2 separate regions of the Pan troglodytes genome follow, and region 1 is linked to region 2. The links are chromatin contacts, called in public Hi-C maps. All regions are on one chromosome and are shown on one strand. Each heading gives the region's core, a stretch centred on a gene start, on an enhancer-like site or on the middle of the called end of the contact. The rest is flanking DNA. Distances are from core to core; before and after follow the strand shown. Region 1 holds the start of ARHGEF16 (Rho guanine nucleotide exchange factor 16). Region 2 holds the start of MEGF6 (multiple EGF like domains 6).

Region 1 (3,508 bases), core at 371-2,870, 170 kb after region 2:
CTCCCCAGTGTCCAGGTGGGGGGAGGGCCCATCCCACCCTCCAGGTGACTTTGGTCCAGGTGACTTACTTCTTCCAGGAAGCCCCCAAGACACCTCCCTTCCAGCAGGACTGGGGTGGGTGAGGAGTGCCCACCTTCAGCCCATGGCTCCTGCTCTGGACAGTGCCTTTCATCTCACCCTGTTCCCCTCTGCTGGCTGTGGGCATCGCACAGCAGGGGCCACGTCTGCCTGGCACACTTGTGGGTCAACATCTTCTAACTCAACACTCCTACTAGTCCCATTTTACGGATGAGGAAACCGAGGCCCCAAGAGCTGCTTAGTTCACAGAGAGCCAGGATGTGAGCCTGAAACCCACACGCCTGGGAACTATGCCACGGAGGGGTCAGGGCCTGCAGCCAGGCACAGCACCTGGACCCTCTTGCTGGTCCCAGCCAGGCCCACACGCACCCCCTAGGCCCCCATGTTAGGTGGTGCACAGACTGTTCCCCTCAAGGACACAGAGAAGATTCAGGCCTTGATTCAGGTCAGATGCAGGTCACCAAGACCTGCCATCGCTGCCACTCCCTCAGTCCCCCCACCTACTCAAATCTCAAAAGGGATACTGTTCCCATTTCACAGGCGCAGAAAGAGGCTGAGCGGCCAAGACAAGCGGCCACGGCTCCCTGGTAGGTGGGACGCACCCCTCCCCATCTCCCTTCTCAGGTGAGACAAAGCAGGTCCCTCCCTGCCACCGCCCACCAAGGCCAAGGGTGGGGGACGGGCGTATGGTTTGGGTTTGTCTTGGGTGTGGGGTTCTTCCTTCTCGGGGCTTTTCTGAAATTTTGGGGCCAAAGCAGGTTTGGGTGTCAGATTCCCCAAAGAGCTCCCGGGAGGGTCGTTCTGTTCCGCCCCCCAGCCCATGCTCTTTCAAACTCCCTGGGGCTTCCAGAGTCCTCCGCGCTCAAGTCTGAACCCAGGTTCCGGTTGCATGGAAGTTTTCCTTTAGGAAGAGGAAGCGGCCACTCGGGGTCGAGAGAGGGCAGCGAGCGAGCGGGCGGGGGCAAGCAGGGGGCTGCCTCGTGTGTGGGGGGGGGCGGGTCCAAAGTCGCATCCGGCTCAGCCCGCGAGCCCCGCCTCTCCCGCCCCGGCGGAGCCCCAGGAGGGTCGCGAAGTTGTTGCGGCTGCCGGGGCGGGGCTTGCGGGAAAAGCGAGGGGGAGGAGAAGCGCCCCGGGTTCCTGGCGCCTCCCCCGGGCTAATCCCCCCACCCGGCTCCCCCGAGCCCCGACTCACCTGTCCCCCGGCTCACCTGCGCCGCGGGGCGGAGGGACGGAGGGGCGGCGCGCTGGCGGTGCAGCTTCCAGCGCCGGGTCCTGTCCTGTCCTGCAGCCGCTTCTCTCCTCCGGCCGCGCGGTGCGGCCCGGGGCGCCTCCTCCACTTCCTGCGCGGTCTGGCTGGAGGGCGGCGGCTGCGGCCCCGCAGGTGGGCGCTGGGCGGGCGGGGCTGCTCCGGGTCCGAGGGCCCGGGCGGGGAGGGCCGGGGAGGGGGCGGGGCGCGTCCCGGGCACCTGTGGCGGCGCCGCCTGCGTCACAGGTCACAGCCCCACCTGGGCCGGCTGGAGCCCACGTGATCGCCCGGACTGGATCGCGCCTCTCGATTCCCGCCGAGCCGCCGCCGCCCGGTGCCTGCGCCTTCCCTCCCCGCGCCCACGCCCCCTCGAGGCCGGCCCGGGCGTCGCCTGCCAGGCGTGGGGCCAGAGCGGCTCGGCTCCCTCCTGCGTCACTGTCCTTCCAGGCCCCGCTCCACTGCCTCCTCCAGGAAGCCTTCGGGGAAGGAGACCAGCCCTGCGGGGACCGATGTTTGCTGTAGAAAGGCCCGGCCCTCTGGATTCTTGGAAGCCAGGCGGCCAAAGACAGCCAAGAGGGCGCAAAGCACTCTGGCCACTTTTTTGGTGTGGTTGAGTCGCGGTCATCCCCATTTCACAGAGAAGGACCGAGTCCTGGAAAGGAAGGCGCTCGCCCTCGTGCACAAGGCTGAGCCTGGACTCCGAGCCTGGCCTTTCCTTGCTCCGCCTGCTGGGAACCCGTGTGAAAGTGAGGGGGGGCCCCGGGCAGAGCCTGCAGCAGCCCCCCAGCTGGGGGTTCAGGAATCAGGCCACCTGGTGCCGTGGGAGGGGCTGGGGGCTGAGCCAAGCCTCCCAAGCTTGGGCCTGGCCATTCAGGAATGTGACCTGAGGTCCCAGGGCTCAGACCCACTTCTGACCTGCCTCCATCATCCCCTTTTCAGGAAAGGCCTGTTGCCAAAGGCCTCCATGTGAACATCCACACTGGGCTTTGGGTCAGCTTCTACCAGCGTCCCCTCACTGACCCCAGGCCTTGGGGTCGTGGGCCGGGCACCGGTGCGCCAGCCAGAGGCTCTGACCACCCTCCTCCCAGGACCTGCCTCCCTGGCCTGGGCGGCCGTGAGATCCCGTTGCGGGTTGAGGAGACACCACAGGCTCTGGGGCTGTCACTTGGCATTTTCTCAGGTGTCATAGGTAGAGGGGCGGCCTGCCCTGCCCCTCCTGCACTGGTCGCCCTACCCACTAGTCCCCCAATGTCTGCCCTGTGGCTGGGGCTGCCTGGGTGTCAGGTGCCATCTGGGCAGGGCACAGGCTGGCCTCAGGGATGGGTCCCGTGGGCCATCCATCCCCCCGGGGGGGAGGGGGGATGAGGGAGGAGCTAAGAGTTGACCCCTGTGGGCTGCAGCCTCCACCTGGAGGCGCCTGTGGGGAGGCTCCACTTCCAGGCAGCTCTTGGGAAAGGCAGGTGGCTGCTGCCCTCCTGAGTCCATGATGGGTACTGCACCGACGAGGCCCGGCCTGCCGGAGGGAGCTGGGGTGTCCCGGAGCCTTGACCCGTGAGGGGACTGAGGTGCGGTGGGGTCACTGAGGCCCAGTGAGGGGACAGAAGCCTTGCACCAGGCCAGTCAGCAGGACCCAGGTTCCTGATTCCCACTGAGTGCTTTCCTGTAAAACCCTCTTTCAGTGGCTGCCTCCACGTTACCCCCAACCCCACACCTTCTGTCCAGCCCCTGCTGGGCCCGTTCAGCCACCCTGGGTCTGGCTTCGTCTCCCCATGTCCTGCTGGCTTCCAGAGGCCACTCAGCGTGTGCTTGGGTCAGTCCCTTTGCTGGGGATGTCACCTGAGCTGGCGGCAGGACCTCTCTGTGCCTCTGTCACCTCCGCTGTAAATGAGGGCCTCATGCTGACGCAGGAGATCGCCCTGGCATGAGGCCTAAGGGAGAGGTTGGAAGGAACCAGCTTGGAGACCTAAGGGGCTCGCAAGGAGACAGAGACTCCGGGGAGGCCTGTCAGCGGGGTCGGCCCGTGGCACTTCCTGCACCTCTGTGGTGGGATCCCGAGCCTGTGGCTCAGCCTGCCCTGGGGGCCTTCCCCTCCCACATTACTGGCAGGGGAGAAGATGTGGATCCCCCAAGCTTAACAGCCACTGTGCATTGCTGTAGGGTGGGCAGCGCTCTGGCCGAGCACCA
Region 2 (3,869 bases), core at 1,241-3,740:
GTGATACTGGACTCTGAACAGGCTTACTTGTTGAGCGATTTAGGGGGAAACTGGAATTCTCCGTAGGAAATGGTGTCTACTGCGTTGAGCGCTATCCGCACCACCTGCTGGCACTGGAGACTGATGAAGTCGTATTTACAGATAAGCAGGGACTGCTCCGTGACCAGCACCAGCCGCTCCTTCTCATTGTTCCAGTGATCCACCCTGTAGGCAGAGGAGGGGCCTCAGTCCACACTGGACGCGGCTGTCTCGACTTAGCCAAGGCCAGCCCGCCTGGAAGGGCAGCAGGGGCAGCACGGGGCGCCTGAGCGTGGCACGAGCACCCCGGGAAGTCCTCGCAAGGTGCTGCGCGGCGGCTCGGGGCGAGTCCCCCCACCAAGGAGAGCGCAGCCCCGGCTTACTCGGTAAGCAGCCACACTCCCTGGATCTCGCCGTCCTCCACGGGCCGCACCACCACGCGGATCTCCTCCACTGCCTGCTCGATGCTGCCAGGCTGGGCGGGTTGCGGGGTGGGGGACGGGGACAAAGATCACAGGTCACAGCTCGCTCCCTGCGGGACCGCCCGGCGCCCGCCTCCGACCCCACCCGCCCCCATCCCGCCCCGCGCCCTCGGCCCCCGCCCCGGCCCCGGCCCCTGCCTCACCCGGAACACGAAGTACTCCTTGACGCGGGCGCGGCGCGTGGGGTCGTGGATGCTGAGGGGCCAGAGTGTCTGGCGCAGCGGCGTCCCCGCCCCCGGCCGCCCCCCGCCCGGGCCGCCGCCTGCCCCCACCTCCTCGCCGGCCGCCAGCACCGCCGTGGGGCTCGTGCCGGCCGAGTCCACCGAGTCCCGTAGTTGCAGCATTGCTGCACCCCTTACCGACCCCGACCCTGACGCCGACGCGACCGCTGTCGCCGCAGCCACCGCCACCACCCGGCCGCGCCCCCGGCCCCGCCCCGCGAACCGCCGCGATTGGCTCCGCCTTGCCGGCCCCGCCTCTGGCTCCGCCCCTTCCCGCGTCCGCCGACCCTCGGGATTGGCTCTCCTCCTGCCGTTTTCCGCGATTGGCTCTGCCCCGCCGCCGTTCACAATCGCTCCCGCCCCTCGCCGGGCCGGAAGCGACCGTCACGCGCAGGCTCACTTCCTGTTTACACAACGAGAAGGGGCGGGACCGAAGCCGGTTGCCAGGGTGTCGCGGAGCGGCTGGGAAGGAGGGGCTGGGAATCTTGGAGCCCCTTGGCCCGCGGGGAAAGCGGGTGACCCGCCCTGCAAGTGGGATGCCCCCTTCGGCCTTCTGGAGCGCAGGTGGGGGCGCGCGCCCAACGGGGGCTCGCACTGCACGGAGGGTCGCGGTGCCGGGGAGCTGAGGTTGGAGGATGCAGGGCGGCGGCCCTGGTGCACCGTGGGGGAGTTCGCACGCCGGGCAGCGATCTGCTGCCGGGACCTGGCGTTCTTCACACACGGCTTATTCGTGACGGATCCACAGAGCAATGCACTCTGAAGCGGGAGGGTAGAAAGTGCTGGAATGCGCGCCCAGGCCCAGGCTGTCGCGAGCCTTCAGCAAGCCAGTGCACACAGAGAGGGCTGCCCAGAGATCCCGGTCAGCGCTCGCAGTTCGAGGTGGAACATGTGTGTGCCCTGCGCTAGCCCCAGCTCCCGGAGGTGCCCCCAGCGCGTGTGGAGGGGGGCGGTGAACGGACCCGCAATCTGGTGGAGGCTGCGGGAAGGAGGCGCAGAGTCCAGGGGTCAGAGTTACCTTCGGGCAGGAGGACAGATCCCTCTGCTCGGAGGTGAGGAAGACACACGAGGCGAGGTGCACACAGGCGAGGAGAGTGAGATGGGGGGAGAATGAGGAGTTCAGGATACATCTGTTTACTTCAGTCAGGGAGTGGGGATGGAGCGGAGTATTTGTAAAGATGGACGGTTTAGAATCGCCGGGATGAGAACCGGGCAGGGAGCTGATCAGGGAAGGGCATGGGGATCTCTGAGCAGCTGGGAGACCCCAGGGAAGTTTGCAGTGGCGCCTCCCACGCGGCAGCTGGGGGAGTGGAAGAAACCAATGCTGGCTGGTCTAGATGGAGGAGTTTGCTGGGTAGCGGTGGTCAAAGACCAGAGAGAAAAGGGAGGCCAAAATCCTAGAGGGAGTGTTGCCCAAGAATGGCGGAGTGCAGGGATTCTGCCCCACTTGCCAGCAGACAGGCCAGGCTGCCAAAGTTGCATGGGCGCTGGCAGAAAGACGCAATACCCCTGGAGTCAGAGAGGAAAGACTACAACAGGAAACGGGCGACGCTGGTGTGCCCAGACGCATGTTGCACCACAGCGGGTGCGCTACAAAACAGGACCCCGGAGCCTGTGGACCAATGTGGTCTTTGTCCCACAGGGAGGCTGTCTCCCCGGCAAGGGTGCCCACTGCAAGCACAGGCGTGAGAAATGGCCCAGAAAAGAGTGGTCAGGGCAATGTGTTCTTGGCACGCCCAGCAAGACCGGCCAGAGGGACCTACAGACGAGCGTCTCCCAGCTATCTCACCAGCGGGGACCTTGAGGTCCAAGTATCCAGTCCGGTTAGAAATGGCCGCGGATCCAACAGGTGCTGGTGAGTGGGAGAATACCCCTGAGGGAGGAAGACCAGAGGCCGGGAGGGAGCTGAGCGGATGTAGATGAGAAATACCTGGGCAGCTGCAAGCTGTGGTCAGTGATGGGCAACTGGAACCAGAGATTCCAGAGAGAGGGAGGGAGAAAGAGGGAGGAGAAGGAAGAATGAGAAAGAGAGGGAGAGAGAATGGGGGGGAGAAAGAGGGAGAATGAGGGAGAGAGGTAGGAGCAAGTTCTGGACCACGCCAAGGATGGAGCCGTGGTCCTGGAACCAGATGTCCAGGGAATGGGATGAAGTGACACTGGCTGGGGCCGAGGCTGCAGACTGCTGGCGGGAGCTGGCAGGACAATGAGGATTCTGAACCAGGTGCCTGAGCCTTCTGTGGATATGGGGAGTGACTTGGATGTCTATAAATTCCAGAAATGACAGGAGGGATAGATGATGGAGGGACTGTATTTTAGACAATAAACAAATTTCACTCAATATGGATGAGTTTCCTGGGGCTTCTGTCACAATGCATCACAAACTGGTTTTAAAAACAACAACTGTTTTAAAAACAACAGAAACGTGTTTCCTCATAGCCCTGGAGGCCAGAAGTCCAAAATCAAGGGGTGTGCAGGGCCATGCTCCCTCTGCAGCCCTGAGGGTTGACGCATGTCTTGCTCTGCCAGGCCTGCTTGGTGTCCTGGGCTTGCTCATGCACTGCTCCCATCCCTGCCTCCATCTTCACACGACCTTCTCCAGGTGGGTCTCTTCTGCAACATCCCCGTTGGATTAGGGACCACCCTAGTGACCTCATCTTTAGTCGATCATCAGCATGTTTGACCAAATAAGGTCACTGTGTTTGTTTGTTTTCCCACTGCTATTAATATGAAGAACTTACCTGAATCTGGGTAATTTATAAAGAAAAGAGGTTTCATTGACTCACAGTTACACATGACTGGGGAGACCTTAGGAAACTTACAATCATGGCGGAAGGCAAAGGGGAAGCAAGGCACGTCTTACATGGCGGCAGGGGTAGTGGGATGTGCCACACTTAAACCATCAGATCTTGTGAGAACTATGACAAGAACAGCATGGGGGAAATCGCCCCCATGCTCCAGTCACCTCCCACCAGGTCCCTCCCTCGACATGTGGGGATTACAATTCGAGATGAGATTTGGGTGGGGACACAGCTAAACCATATCATTCTACCCCGGCCGCTCCTAAATCTCATGTCCTTTTTACATTTCAAAACCAATCATGCCCTCCCAACAGTCCCCCAAAGTCTTATTTCAGCATTAACTCAAAAGTCCA

What was found. A called contact is a pair of places that touch in the nucleus more often than the background predicts.
Region 1: a Hi-C map of stem cell-derived neural progenitor cells shows a contact between it and region 2, with 6 times the contacts expected there. The contact joins the promoter of ARHGEF16 here to the promoter of MEGF6 in region 2. A contact is called at or near these places in 2 of 7 Hi-C or Micro-C datasets (induced pluripotent stem cells and stem cell-derived neural progenitor cells) and 1 of 1 datasets of contacts at active chromatin or transcription factors (stem cell-derived excitatory neurons).

Annotation. Positions count from the first base shown.
Region 1 is chr1:228,629,914-228,633,421 of NHGRI_mPanTro3-v2.0_pri, forward strand. ARHGEF16 (Rho guanine nucleotide exchange factor 16) reads right to left here and starts at 1,621. Exons shown (of 15, transcript XM_024355906.3): 1 at 1,271-1,621.
Region 2 is chr1:228,455,486-228,459,354 of NHGRI_mPanTro3-v2.0_pri, forward strand. It overlaps MEGF6 (multiple EGF like domains 6), which reads left to right and starts at 2,491. Exons shown (of 37, transcript XM_063805650.1): 1 at 2,491-2,573. It overlaps TPRG1L (tumor protein p63 regulated 1 like), which reads right to left. Exons shown (of 5, transcript XM_016952810.2): 2 at 402-493; 3 at 28-204. It also overlaps the pseudogene LOC134809441.